3 separate regions of the Mus musculus genome follow, and all the other regions are linked to region 1. The links are chromatin contacts, called in public HiChIP or PLAC-seq maps. All regions are on one chromosome and are shown on one strand. Each heading gives the region's core, a stretch centred on a gene start, on an enhancer-like site or on the middle of the called end of the contact. The rest is flanking DNA. Distances are from core to core; before and after follow the strand shown. Region 1 holds the start of Uxs1 (UDP-glucuronate decarboxylase 1). Region 2 overlaps Fhl2 (four and a half LIM domains 2). Region 3 overlaps LOC115487086 (a long non-coding RNA gene).

Region 1 (4,825 bases), core at 1,646-4,145:
ATTGTTCTTATTTTGGGTTTGTACCATAGTAAGAGCCAAGATTTTAAAGCTCTACTAAAAACAAAACAAACAAAAAGACTTTATCTATGTTCATTTAATAACACGTCCATCATTTTTATGATTGGTATAAAATACATATTGTGTTGACTATAATAAAAATTAGTCAATTAAGAAAAGAAAGAAGGTGGTTTCTATGCCTTTAAAATCAGATTTTTCTATTTCTTTTATGTGTCTAAGTCATGGACTTTGGCATGGGTTGCTGGCACAGTTCAACAAGTTAGAATGGAAAGTGTGCTCTTCCCCTCTTTTCCCTGAGAATTTCCCCAGCTTAGGAGGCCAACACAGATGCCTCTCCTACAGTTGAGCTCTCAGTGGCCACTTCCTTTCAGCATTTTGATCATTTGGAAGACTCTGTGGTTACTGCACCATGGCCAGGATGCCTGCTGCTTTTGTCCCTACAAGGGTTCTTGGATTGAAGTAAGGGCCTTGGGCTTGTACAAGAGACACTTTTACTGCCTGAGTTCTCTCTCTGACCCGTCCATTGTGTACTTATGTTGCATTTTTTCAATGCTTGAGGACCATGTAGGGAATGCTACCTTATCTTAGTATTATTTATATATGCTATTGAAAAGATGCTGTTTGACGTTCCCCATTTTCATTGCAAATTTTCCGCAGGCCAACGTTGATTCAGGAATAGCTTCTTTTAGCATGTGAATGAAGTAAGACCTTGTGCTTTCTAGAGCTGCTGTCTCGCTGAATTACTCTGCTTCTGCTGAGTCCTGCATATTAAACTGGGTCCTCTGTGCTTTAATATGAACAAATTGATATCCTTGCATGGAGTCTTCTGCTTTTATCTCCCTCCAGACTCTATGTTTCATTCTGCTGAGATGTTTTAGTTATTTCCCACTGACATTAAGCAACGCCCCCCCCCCATCCACAAACACACACACACACACACACACACACACACAACCCAGCTGGATCTGCACACCACCTTCTAAAGCAGATTCTGCCACCACATCATTAACTCTTCCTTTGCCTTATGCTGGTCACCTGCAAGCACAGGAAGTATGATAGTAAAGTACCTACTCTTGTATGTGTCCACATACATGTTGTCTTTCAAAATTATCACCTTAAAATGAACAATCTGCTGTTCTTCCCACATGCTCTCTTTTATATATGACTTGATGTTTCTTACTATGTTATAAGCTGTATAGTTGTATGGTGATTCCCTCCCTCCATTTGACTCAGTTCAGTACCATCTCCTTCCCCTGTCTATGCCCTTGACTATGTGTCTTTGTCAATGGAGACAAACAGGGAAGAACATGAGGAGAGAGACTATTTTATGGAGGTTTTTCATGTTTCAGCAGCTTGCTTCTTTGGAGCTCTCGTAGTAATTATAATCCAGTTGCACTCCAGAAAACCCCATCAGAGCAGATATACCTACCCAGCTCCACAGCCCCTAGTGCACAGGGAATATCATTCAACTCCATTTCCTTTCCTGGATGCACTTAAGATATACACCATAGATCTGTACAATGTTACAGACAAAAGGGTATGCATTTATTATGACAATTTCCTGACAGATGGATGGAAGGTATCTTAAGGAAAGAGGACTTTTCTGATTCTATCAAATACCCTAAGGCCTAGCAGAACATGTGTTTCTGAAGACTCTTTGTATGCATTCCCTTAGGATATAGCTTGACAGGTACAATACAGTACTGGGTGATACAGTCCAAAATCAACTGATTAATTCACCATTTCCTATCACTATTGCTCAAAGCAAAGTTTTATGGGTCACTTTTAGGAACCTCTGTGTTCTACACTATTAATGTAGTTACTTTTGACAAGAGTCTGCCTATTTGATAGGATGTGGAGCTTTTGCTCTAAATTGTCCTTTCAATGGATAGTTTTTAGTTCTTAAAACTCACCAGAAAATTCCTGAATTGGAAATGACTTACAGATGGAGACATGAAAATCCAGAGTCACAGTCTCCGGTCTATGTTCTTCCCTCCTTAACCATGCAGACATCCCAACATTACAGTACACTCATACAATCTGAAGATGGCAACCCTTTCTTCATAGGTCTTCAAGCAGCCCTCATGTTTCTATCTTTTATCAGGGTTGTTATGAATGTGAAACTGTCTGCCAACACTGAGTCTCATTAATATTCAAACATCTGAGAGGAAAAGTACCTCAGATCTCATTGTGCTATGCTTAAGGAGAAGACATAACCAGAGCATTCTGTCTCGCTTTTGGTAACTATGATCAGGCAAAGTGTCTGTTGTTCTGAAATTATTCCCATACACTTTGTACCAGAAATGATCCCTGCTCATTTCTGCTGTTCCCACTGCAGTGTGGTTTGTCCTAAATTCCAACGATTAACAACCTCTTCATGATAATATACCCTTCATCTTTAAAATAAAGAAAATGAAGAGAAGTGTTGTCGATTCACCGGCGCGTTTGGGATTTATCACTTTCCTGCCTTGCAAAAAGAACAGCTAAGAAGGCAACTTACTAGCCCCGCACTCATAGAAACTCAACTGTTCACTGTCAAGACACACCAATTACAGCAAACCAGTTCTTCATCTCCAACAGCGCGAGGCCACAGCCCAGCCGGCCGTGTAGGACTAAGAACGCGCAAGCGCCCTGCAAGTTGCAGGCGAACTTCCGAGATCCGCGCCAAACGTCGAACGCTACCCCAGCAGCGAAAAGGGGGCAAGCACACTGGGCTGCGCATGCGCGCTCCGAGCCACCCACTGTGCCCACCCATCCCTGGTTGATTGACACCATCCTGAAAACTCAGGGATTACACTGCGCTTGCGGGGAAAAGGAGGATGAGGGCGGGGCACGGCTGTGGGCGGAGCCGGAGGCCGGGACCCAGCCGCGCGAGCGCAGTGGTTTAGCCGGCAGGAAGCCGGGCGCGCGGGGGTGGGGCTGGTGCACGGGGGCGGGGCTCGGGCCGCCGCGCATTGTGCTGCGGCTGGCCGGCGCGGCAGGCCCCGGACCCGAGCGGTTCCCGGGCATGGTGAGCAAGGGGCTGTTGCGCCTTGTCTCTTCAGTCAACCGCAGGAGGATGAAGCTTCTGCTCGGCATCGCGCTGTTCGCCTACGCCGCCTGTGAGTGCGTGCGCGGTGGGCGGGAGCCCATTCATTCCCGCGCGGCGGGGAGCGGGCGCTGCGGCCGAGCAGCAGGCTGTTCAGGGCCGGGGACCGGTTCACAGCTTCCACGAGGCTGAACTTGTGCTGTGGAGCCGCTGGCCGCTTTGCTTGCTGCCCGCTTCCGCGTAGGCCCGGCGTCGGACCGGTGGCCGGTGTTGGGGCCTTTGCCCGGGACGCGGTGGACACGTTCCCCGAGCTGTAGACACTGCGGACTCGGCCAACCTCGCAGCGCCCGCCAGCTCGTACTGACCCGAACCGCTGTGCTGTGCTGTCCACAGCACCCAGGGTTAGGGTTAGGGTGAACCTGGAGAGTGCGGCGCGGGGACATCCTTGGGGACGGTGCTGGTTAAGTAGGATAAAAATATTATAGCTATTGGCAGGGTCCCTGCTCCGACTGTTTGCTCCGCAGGAAAATTACTCAGCAGCTGAGTGTTGCCATTCTCCGTGGATGCCCTGTGTGGCCATGCTCTGATATCCTGTCTCACACTCCCCGCTCCCCACTCTCCTCCCGCGCCACCAGGTACTCCTCCAGCGTGTCGCGGAAGGAGGCACAGCATAGGGGGCAGGCGGGGCGGGTGTCAATTGGATCCTTAGCCTGTTTATCTTGAGGGGCCCTCAGCTTCTCAGAGAAGGCAAAGTCTAGTTTTTTGGTGTTTGTTTGTTTGTTTTTGCTCTGTGCAACTGGATATAACAGCTATTACTACTTTACCAAGTACCAAAATTGGGCTAAAAATAGCTCTCAGAGTGAGTGAGCTCCTTCTGAATCCTGGCCACCCAGGCAAACATACTCGAATGAAAACTGCTAAGTGATTGAGTTTCCAGGGTCTGATTCCCAGGTGAGTAGGTACTTTGGAACGTGGGTTCAACTGATGGGATGATGGTGTTAGTAGGATGCAGACTGGCTGCTACAGCTCAGCTGTTGCAAGAGGAGGAGGAGGAGGAGGAGGAGGAGGAGGAGGAGGAGGAGGAGGAGGAGGAGCAGGAGGAGGAGGAGCAGCAGCAGCAGCAGCAGCAGCAGCAGCAGCAGCAGCAGCCAGGAAGCTCTGGAAAGGCTTCTGGTTGCTAGGAGAAGTTTTAGATCTGGGTGGCTTGGTAGATTTGATTGGTTTCAGCAAGGAAGGAAGAATTAACTTCAAGTGTGGTCTGTATTGAAGAAGATGATTATTCAAGAAAAAGACCCCTTACAGCTGAGTAATTATTACTGTTTTATTAGTAATGCCTAAGTTAGCTGAGTGCTTAACTGTATGTATAGGTATGATCCTTATCCTGCCAGGGGTAATACAGGTAAATATGAATAGTAATAGTGTTTTATGGGTGAGAAAATTAAAAGCATGAGGGATTAGCACCTTTATCAATCTTAGAGGGCCAAGATTCATTCCAGCCCGAAAGGCAGTGATCTGGGTCTAGAAGTCAGGTCTCTGGATAGCAATTTCAGGGCTGATTTACTTAGGGAGGGATACCGAAGTGAGGCATAGGTGTTTAGAATTGATAATAGGGAATTTATGAAGCTATAGCAAGAGTTTTCATTTGACCATCATGTTTCTCTCAGTTGTTAACATTGTCAGTTGTAGACAGTGGTAACAGGGCACAGCATGAAGTGCAGAAACATCAGGGTTTTGCCTTGATGGTACAGAACATAGACCCAGTAGTTCAGCACACTCTTG
Region 2 (4,825 bases), core at 916-3,415, 700 kb after region 1:
GTGGTTGTGAGCCACCATGTGGCTGCTGGGATTTGAACTCAGGACCTTCAAAAGAGCAGCCAATGCTTTTACCCACTGAGCCATCTTGCTAGCCCCGATAATCACCATCCTTGTAGACTGGGTAGGAGAGTACACTTTCTCATCACACTACCCAGAAAGGTGTGCAACTTTCTTTAATGAATGAATTGTATATCTCTGGAATTTTCCGTTAAATATTTTCAGTTTGACCTGAGTCTGACCACAGATAACCGAAAGAAATTTAAACCATGAGTATAGAGAGTAACTGTTGCTAAGTAGTGACCTTCACCAACTCTACCACATAAGCATTAACTAACCATGCTGAGTTTCATCTATATTTTACCATGTGAAAATGCACTTTAAATTTTTTATTTTGTTAATTTTAGTTTATTAATAAAATTTACTGATATTTATTTTATTAATTTTTATTTCCACTTAAAACTCCCAACCACCATATTTAATGTAAACTTCAAGTACTTACTCCGTACCATATTGTTCTAGGATTGCATGTATAGCGTTGAAACAAAAGGCAAAATAGAAATTATCTCCAGTTAGAGAGGAGCCATTGAGAGCAGAAGAGACTTGCCATGTCATGTAACACTAGGTAGGAGGTAACAGGCTCTGGAGGCACGTTACTGGGACTCCAGCCAGTCTAATGGCACCCGCTGATTTCTCTCGCCTCTGACCACAGGTACCCGCAAGATGGAATACAAGGGCAGCAGCTGGCACGAGACCTGCTTCACCTGTCAGCGCTGCCAGCAGCCCATTGGAACCAAGAGCTTCATACCTAAGGAGAATCAGAACTTCTGCGTGCCCTGCTATGAGAAGCAGTATGCCCTGCAGTGCGTGCAGTGCAAAAAGGTGCTCGGGATCCCTTGGGGCCTCTTGTCCTTCTCAGCTTCCATCCTTGGCCCAGCTGTCATGAAGGGATGCCTGTCACATCTCTATGCTACGAGAGCTTGCCCATTCCTGCCTTGCGCATCTGTTCTCTTGGGTGTCTGTGTGTTGATCTATTGGGTCTGTGATCTGGTCTTTATCATGCCTTCAAGAACATTTCCAAATGTTATTATCTGATGTTGGAGGGAAGGGAAACTCTTTATCCTTAGCCTGTCTCTGCTAAGCTGATCTGGAATAAATAAGAACCAGAGAGGAGCTCTGCCACACCCTCCCACATACCTCTCCATGGATGGTGACACTTCCAGGACTTCAGTACCCATTAGGACCTATACCGGCCTGTTAAACCCTTTCCCTCCCTCACTTCCTTGCCCTCCTATGCCCTCCGCTCTCCTCACTCCCCTGCTGCCCTGCCCTCCACCACATCTGTGGCAGTTTTTTGCTTACCCCCTGCACTTGTCTCTTCTGGGATCTCTTTCTGCTGTTCAGCCACCACTTCTGGCTTGGAAACAGTTTGGTCCCTTCCAGCAAGGCTCATCTTGATGTGGTAGGGGAAGCTCTCATTGGGTTCACCCATAATGAACTCTGTAAGCAAGGCAGGGAGCACATCCTGAATGCTGTGTTCACTCGTGTATGTTTGATGGCCATAGAGTCTATTTATTTGTGCATATGCACAACAGAAACCTGAGCACCGTTTAGTGGTTGTTGACCTGTAGATCAGCTCCACTGCCAGGGCTACAAACCTGCAGGCACCCCTACAGACTCCACATGGCAACACTATGATAGCAGTCCCTGTGGCTCCTTTAAGTCACTCCTCCTGTCATCTGCTCATCCATATGGTCCTTTTAGCTGCAAAAGTGCAGCAGGCACAGTCTTGTGGGTGCATGCCTTTGTATATGTGCTCCCTAAATACACTCAGGGCTTTCAAGCTGGGCATGTCCATCCTCAGGCAAGGAAAGACACCCTATGGCACGAGGGGTCTGAGGACGGGCGGGACATTCAAAGGATGGATTTTAATCCTCGTGGAAATGATTCTGCAGCCAGCAGGGTGTCCTGATACATGTGCTGTGAGACAGGACAGATTGGTCACAGAGTAGATAACAAGAAGAACCAGCTAAGGTGGGGTGGAGGGTGGAGGGTGGAGGTTGGGGGTATTGAGGAAAGAAATCTCCAAGAAAGCCATGCTTAAGATGAAGTGAAGCTGAGCCAGCTGCTGTGGTGTGAAGAGGGGTGGAGGAGGGTGTGAGGAGATGTGGAGGGAGTGGGAGGAAGTGGAAAGTATGAAGAGAGGAGGAGTCTTGGGGGAGTGAATAAAAGATGTGAGGTAGAAGGGTTAAGAGGAGGAAGGGGCAGGAAGGGAGAGGAAGGGGGAAGGGGGGAAAGAAAGGTGGAGGAAGGGGAAGAGTAAGAAGGGGGAAGGGGAGGAAGGGAAGGGGAGAGGAGTAAGGGAAGTGGAGTAAGTGGGGGAGGGGAGGAAGTGAGGGAGGGGAAGGAAGGGGAAAAGGAAAGGGGAGGGGGAGGGGGATGGGAAGGAGGGGAGAGGGGAAGGGAGAGGGGGGAGGGGAGGGAGGAAGTGGGGGAGCATAGGGTATAGGAGACAGAAGAGCGGAGAAGGGTGTGAAGGGTACTAGATCCAGAACACATAGGGAGGACCAGAGGAAACTCAAGACAGAGCAAGCATCACCTTATATATACATGCTTCCTCTATCTCCCAGAACATGGAGACCCAGAATATTTTTTCATAAATTCCATTTCTGGGGCAGGGCAAATGATTTCTCATGTGTGGTTTAATGACAAGAGCACTGGACAGAAGGGAGTCTTAATTCTCCTTCTTGCCTTGTCATTAACTGATTCTGACTTAATTCTTGGACAATATCTGGGACTCAGTTGCTTCATCTACAGCCTAAAAATAGCATCTTGCCACACAAGCTTCATGCAGGGACTTCAGAAATGGCCAAATGCTGCCATACTGTTCATAAGGTAAAGAGCACTGGGGCAGGGCCTATCTTCTGTGGCCACTGCACGTCGAGGTGAGGCTCACTTAGCCTCCCCTGACTTCTGATTCTACTCTCCACCATGATTTAAACTCATATGGAGAGCAATATTTGGAGGTTACTGGATGCAGTTGAGGTATGGCAAGCTGTTTATCACCTTGAAGCTTCTTCAGAAACCTCCTATGACTTAAGATAGGGCGAGGATAAAGGCCTTCAGGGTCCCACGCCAGCAGATGCAGGTTCCAGAAAGCCTCTGCCTTTCTGCCTCTCTAGTTACTGTACAGGCTGAGCATGAGAGTAGAGCTGGAGAGGCCATCAGTTGCTGGGATTTGAAGGAAGGCTTCCACAGAGATTCATCCTTTTCTCTTCATCACTCCGACTTTGTAGACAGAACTGAGGTACTGAGGTCTCTAGCTACAGGATCTCAGGGCTGCTCAGAAGTAGCAGTCGATGCCTTCAATGTTATCTCTGACCACTGTGCTACCTTCCTATCTGGGATGGTGACAATGCCCCATGGCACTCATTCCTTCTGTTCCCCTGCACTACTGTGAAACCTAAAGACCCCACATCACTAGGGAGAAAGCCAGGAACCGTAGCAATGGTATGGATGATAACATGAGGTGCCTGGGGTATGAAGTTCCTTTTCTTTTCTCTTTTCTCTTCTCTTCTCTTCTCTTCTCTTCTCTTCTCTTCTCTTCTCTTCTCTTCTCTTCTCTTCTCTTCTCTTCTCTTCTCTTCTCTTCTCTTCTCTTCTCTTCTCTTCTCTCCTCTCCTCTCCTCTCCTCTCCTCTCCTCTCCTCTCCTCTCCTCTCCTCTCCTCTTCTCTTCTTTTTATTAGATAATTTCTTTATTTACATTTCAAATGTTATCCCTTTTCCTGGTTTCCACTCCGAAAACCCCCTATCCCCTCCCCCACTCACCAACCCTCCCACTCCCGCTTCCTGGTCCTGCCATCCCCCTACACTGGAGCATAGAGCCCTCACAGGACCAAGGGCCTCTCCTCCCACTGATGACTGACAAGGCCATCCTTTGCTACATATGTGGCTGGAGCCACAGGTCCCTCCATGTCGACTTTAACAAACTGCATATTTGTTGTGGGTGGGGCTCGTGTCTTACATCATTCATGGGCAACAGCAGTGACAGATGTTTACCAGAAACAGGGGTAGCCCTGACTCATACACTTGTCTCCCCCAGCCTATCACCACAGGAGGTGTTACTTACCGGGAGCAGCCCTGGCACAAGGAATGCTTTGTGTGCACAGCCTGCAAGAAGCAGCTATCTGGGCAACGCTTCACAGCACGGGATGAGTTTCCATACTGCCTGACCTGCTTCTGTGACTTGTACGCTAAGAAATGTGCTGGGTGCACCAACCCCATTAGTGGTAAGTGTCCTGGGAAGGCCATTGCCAGGGTAGAGACTGTCTGCTTCCTGGAACAACATGGACGTCTAGAGTGTTAGCATAAGAGTGTTGTTAATATCTTGAGGCTCTGAGCCCAACAAGCATTTTTGCCTCTGCTGTGTATCCTCAGAACACAGCTGGTGGCTTCCCCTTAAGCCTGGTGATGCAGAACCATTGGCATGTCATTGAGTGTTTCTGCTTGGGTCTGAGTCTATTATAGTCACATGAACAAAATGAATGGTGCATTTCAGCCCCAACAGCAGACCTGGTATTTGAAGTATTCATGTCATCTTAACGAGACTCTTCTAACCACAAACCACAGCTAGGTGGGGACACATTCTGAGTAGCACAGTCCCCAAAGAGTTAGACAAAGTGAGAGCCCAAAATGTGCCTGGTTGACAGACTAGTATTTGGGCTGAGCTATTGAGTATGGTGAAGATATTGAAGGTAAAGACTACTGGCTCCAGACTAAAGCCCTTTGATTTTTCACCATGTACCAATCAGTGGCAGGGGGTGAGAG
Region 3 (4,825 bases), core at 703-3,202, 520 kb after region 1:
ACTAGGCTGAGCCCTGTGGTTCTGTTAGCGTTTCCAGGGCTGCTGTGACAAATTACCATCAAGTAGTAATTATGGTTTCAATGTGAGATCTCCCACATAGGCTCGGGTGTTTGAATATTTGGTCTCCAGCTGGTGGCACTGTTTTGGGAGGCTGTGGAGCCTTCCATTCTGTAGCCTAGGCAGCAGAATTGAGTCATTGACAGTGAGCTTTGTGTTGATATCTGATTCCAGTTTTAGCCCCAGATCTTGCTTCTGATCTGCCAAGGAGGGAGCAAGCTGTACTACAAGCCCCCACTGCCATGGACAGGCCCTGCTCTTGCCACTAGGCTCTCCCACCATTAGAGCCTTGATGTCACTTGAAACCATGAGCTGGAATAACAAACTTAGCCTGCTGAAGCCACTGCTGCCTGGAATTTTGTCACAACCTTGAGAAAAGTAATAAACACAGTGGCTTAAGATAACACAAATGTGCCTGTGTGTCTGTGGGTTAGAAGTTCCACAGAGGTATCATGGGGCTAAAGCCAAGGTCCAGGTAAAAGTGTGTCCCTTTCAGAGGAGAGAGAAGAATCTGTTGTCTATTTTTCCTGGGGACTGCCCATGGTCCTTGGCTTATGGATCTTCCTCCTCTTCAAAACCAGCAATGTTGGGTAGTATCCTGACATTGTCTCACTCTGACTCACTCCCAGTTTCCCTTTTCTACTCCCCCCCCCCCCCGAGACAGGGTTTCTCTGTGTAGCCTTGGCTGTCCTGGAACTCACTTTGTAGACCAGGCTGGCCGCAAACTCAGAATTCCACTGACTCTGCCTCCCAAGTGCTGGGATTAAAGGTGTGCACCACCACTGCCCGGCTTCCGTCTTCTAACTTTTAAGGACCTTGTGATGGCAAGCGAGGTAATCCCTCATAATCCTCTCATTTGAAGACCTATTGATTAGCAGCTGTCATGGCGTTTTGTCAGGTATTCTATTGCAGGTCCCTTGAAAATGAGTTGGCCTTCAAACCCCCAGCACCTCAGAATGCAGCCTTGTTTGGAAAGAGAATCATTTCATGGGGATCTTGTTGCTGTTTTGTTTGTTGGTTTGTCTGTTTGACAAGAAGAGGCTCATACTGGAGCAAATGACTCCTGAATCAATCAGGCTGGTGTCGTCAACACACTGCCATGGGAAGGTGCAGGCACCTGGGTGCATGCCATATGAAGACAGAAACAGACTGGAGCAATGCCTCTAAAAAGCCAGAGAACTTAGGAACTATAAGACATCAGAAAAAGAAAGAAAGGAACCCCTTACCCCTGTAGGTACTCTGACAGAAGCATAGTCCATCAACACTTTGAGGTCAGACAGAGAGCCTTTAGAACTGCAAGATGACAAGCTTGTTTGTTTGTTTGTTTGTTTGTTTGTTTAAGAGTCTAAGCTTGTGGTGCCTTCTTATAGCAGTACTAGGGGGTGGATAAGCTATTTGAGGTAATGGTGCCAGCTTCCAAGATGTGAATATGTCTTTAAACATGTATAACTTTATAACCATAGTGGCTGTTATCTTGACAGGACAGTAGAGGAATTCTATGCATTTGCTCCAGTCTTTATTTTTAAATATGGCTTATATGGCAAATAGCTTTCATGTATGGAGATAATATCTACCCTGGAATGAAAGAGGTTTTTTTGTTTTAATTTGAATTTTGTTGTAGTTACTCTCAGTGAAATAAAGAGTTGCCTCTCTGGGGGCAAAGCCCAAGTGATCTACTATCACCAGAAACCACTCCTCTGATCGTAACAAAATGACCCACTGGTGGGGTGGATGTCAGCTAGTCCCCTTGCGATGCCCTGTGGGACTTGAGACCTTGGAAACTGAAAGTGAGGGAACACTGGTTAGTTTTCAAGCATAGTGAATCTCAAACCGTGGACAGGTCTTGGCATAGAATCTGTGTCATAGATGAGTCAAGCAGGAAGTTGGCTAAGTGGAAGAGAGACTCCAGTGAGTCTCTGTCATTGAACGAGTTAGCATGGCCCAGGAGGACGACCTTGGCTTGCCTACTCTTGTCACCGCCTGCTCACCCCCTTCAGCCTCCAAGTAGAGCTCCTGAACGTCAAGCATCGATGTTATAGAGGATGTTAGAGGTACACCGTGAGGCCATGCCTTAGACTTACTGAGTGGAACACTCCAGCTGAGCCAGCATCTGTGTTTCTGTTAGCCTTTTGGGAAACACTGGCCTGTCTAGCACTGCATGATCCCCTTTGGTGGTCTTGGTGAGTGCAAATGGGAGTGTTTAGAGGGAGTCTGAAGTCAAGTATGAACTATAAGAGCAAGACCTTTGCCTGGCCATCGTGATTCCTCGGACTCATTCAGTGAAACGTGGCAGGGTCTCTGTGCTTTCCTAGACCATCACCCTCTACCCGCTTACTCCAGGGAAGAGCAGACCTTTTGCTGAGATTACATCACCATTTTAGTCTGCTCTGTGTTGCTGAAACAGACTCCTACTAGCTTAGTAATTAATAAAGGAAAACAATTACTGCTCGTAGTTCAGGAAGTGGGAAGTCTGGTGTGGGGGTAGAGGTGGGGCTTTATCTAGAGACAGTCTCTGTGCTTGCTTATTGCATGATGTAATATAATACCGAGCGATGTGAGGTGGGAGGCAGAGAGAGAAGTGAAGCAGCCAAACTCACACTTTCATTTTTTATTAATTAAAAATCTACTTATGCCCACCCAGAGATACTGGCATTGCCCATCCAGGAGGACAGATTTCTCAGGACTCCTTTCCTTCTCCGAGGTACCATCTCCTTGGTGGACACAACTGGGCTGCAGCAATCAGCTTCAGCATTTTTTGTCTGTTTGATGCTCCAATCACAAGGAGGCAGGCTTGGGCTTCCAGGCTCCACTATACCCTAGGGAAAGAAAGAGGTGGAAAGGAGGGGGAGGATGATTTCTGGGGCTGGAGCCTGACTTTGCCCCTAAGTAAAAGTGAGCTGAGAAATCTGCAGACAGGTTTAACCCTGTCCTCACACTTGGAGGGGGCCTGCTGCTTGTCTGCTGATCTTTCTCGGGAGACTGATGGACGTATGCATGCATGCGTAGGGTATTCATGCATGCATATGTGTGAGTGTGTGTGTGTGTGTGTGTGTGTGTGTACAAAAGCGATGGATGTTCTTGATGGAAGAGTGCAATGTTTCATACTTGTGGATAAAGTTGCCACTTGTAGGAAGTAAAAATGAAGTCTTCGGCAATCACTGAAAGGCAGCATAGTAGAGGAACAAGCAAATCCTGAGCGATCCCACAGGACTTCTTTTCTACCAGGCTTTTCCTCTTTCCATTTCCAGGCAAATCACAGCGTTGGAAAACACTCTCATCACTACACCGAGAGCCTTCCAATGGAGACTTAACAGAATGCCAACTGCAGCAACAGAAGGAAAAACTTGGGTAGCAAGAAAGCGCGTCCATATTCTTCCGTTCAGTTATAATGAGGGGTTTGAAGGTATCAGATCCTGCCCGGCATGGGCCTGACATCCCAAGAGACAGGTACAATTTCTGTTCCCAGCTTTGCTCCATCTTCTAGCCAGCTCATCCTGGAAACAAAATTTCTGTTTTCTGGGGGATGTGCATTAACCCCGATCACCTCTGAGCTTCCCAGGATTCACCGTAGGCCCCTTTATGCTGCCCAGTGGATGCTTGCGTGGACTATTTATACATACTTTGATGGCTTTTCACCAATGGACCAAACAGCTCTCCTCAAATATGAATACGCTTTCTCAAAACTTAATTCTCCTGACTAGATTTTAGGTATCCCCCATCAACAGGTAAATCTCAAAATCTGCCAAAGGAACTCCCTGTACATAATCAAGGTGATTATATTCAAATCCCACCTTGTGAGAACGTGTATGTTTGGCCCCCAATGCAGCCTTCATAGGGTACCATATGGATATGAGGATGGGCTCAAGCACAGCAAAGGGATCCCCTGAACTGCCCATACCTGAGCAGAGAGGGACACGGCCCATAGACGTCATACAGTGTCATACAGTGGGGTTCCAGAAGCGTGATCCTTGAAGGAGTTGCAACCATTCAGCTCCTCCCCCACAGGAAGCGACAGGCAGTTGTGGGTCTCTGAGGGAAGAAGGCCACCTGCCCTTATCTGTGTTTTTACTTGGGCACTGCTTAGCATTAAACCTGGCTTCAAATGTCATTGGGAAAAAAAAAGTAGGCCAAGGCCAGGAAGAGGAGGTGTCAGTTGTGATCTGTTGAGAGGAGAAGGAAGGCTTAGACAAAGCAGGAGACTTGGACACCCAGAAGGGTTTGGAAGCCACTGGAGAGTAGCCATTAGGCTTGTGCTTGTCCTTAATGCTTACAGCATCCTCATCCCTGATTCCAGTAGTTCACCATGCCTACAGCATCCTCATCCCTGATTCCAGTAGTTCACCATGCTTACAGCATCCTTACTCCTGGTTCCAATAGTTCACCACACTTACAGCATCCTCACTCAGACCAGACTCTGAGTCTTACACCAGGAAATCACTCTCATCCTAGTCCAGCCTCTGAATACCCCACATGACTTCCAGGAGGCCTCAGCTTCTTACCTGAAACAGTTTTAGTTTGGAGTGCCCTTAGACTTTTCTATTCTCTATTCTAGGTCCTTTTCTATTGGAACAGTCTCTTCTTAGCGGTGGTCTCTCATCCTTGTCCCCAGGTCAGAGACCATAGTCATTAGGATGCCAACGTCTCTACCAAAAACCTATTGTCCAGAAGACTAAGTGCCCATAACCTTGGCCCTCACCCTCACTTGTATGGTTTCTCTTCCTCCCTGTCCTCTGCTCCTTACATAGCCCTGACCTTACACCTTGAGCCC

The links. HiChIP or PLAC-seq counts read pairs in DNA pulled down with a chosen protein or histone mark.
Region 2: an H3K27ac HiChIP or PLAC-seq map of T-cell acute lymphoblastic leukemia shows a contact between it and region 1, with 4 times the contacts expected there. The contact joins the enhancer-like site here to the promoter of Uxs1 in region 1. A contact is called at or near these places in 3 of 39 promoter capture datasets (the 3T3-L1 cell line, embryonic stem cells and liver), 1 of 484 Hi-C or Micro-C datasets (cortical neurons), 8 of 115 datasets of contacts at active chromatin or transcription factors (T-cell acute lymphoblastic leukemia, astrocytes, bone marrow-derived macrophages and 5 more) and 1 of 9 other capture datasets (embryonic stem cells).
Region 3: an H3K27ac HiChIP or PLAC-seq map of embryonic stem cells shows a contact between it and region 1, with 5 read pairs. The contact joins the enhancer-like site here to the promoter of Uxs1 in region 1. A contact is called at or near these places in 8 of 39 promoter capture datasets (the 3T3-L1 cell line, cranial neural crest, embryonic stem cells and 3 more), 1 of 484 Hi-C or Micro-C datasets (cranial neural crest) and 5 of 115 datasets of contacts at active chromatin or transcription factors (astrocytes, embryonic stem cells, pro-B cells and 1 more).

The regions. Positions count from the first base shown.
Region 1 is chr1:43,825,909-43,830,733 of GRCm38.p6, reverse strand. It overlaps Uxs1 (UDP-glucuronate decarboxylase 1), which reads left to right and starts at 2,895. Exons shown (of 15, transcript NM_026430.4): 1 at 2,895-3,119. The coding sequence starts at 3,026.
Region 2 is chr1:43,127,706-43,132,530 of GRCm38.p6, reverse strand. Fhl2 (four and a half LIM domains 2) reads left to right here. Exons shown (of 6, transcript NM_010212.4): 4 at 710-879; 5 at 4,101-4,287. Among named protein-coding and RNA genes, the nearest start is that of AI597479, 31 kb to the right of the region's middle. Within about 2 kb of position 2,165, at least 22 of the 459 cell types and tissues checked have an H3K27ac peak or open chromatin away from gene starts, as enhancers often do. A contact at or near this core is called in T-cell acute lymphoblastic leukemia, where this site is marked.
Region 3 is chr1:43,300,093-43,304,917 of GRCm38.p6, reverse strand. LOC115487086 (a long non-coding RNA gene) reads left to right here. Exons shown (of 3, transcript XR_003947810.1): 2 at 3,306-3,504. Among named protein-coding and RNA genes, the nearest start is that of Gm29040, 41 kb to the right of the region's middle. Within about 2 kb of position 1,952, at least 32 of the 459 cell types and tissues checked have an H3K27ac peak or open chromatin away from gene starts, as enhancers often do.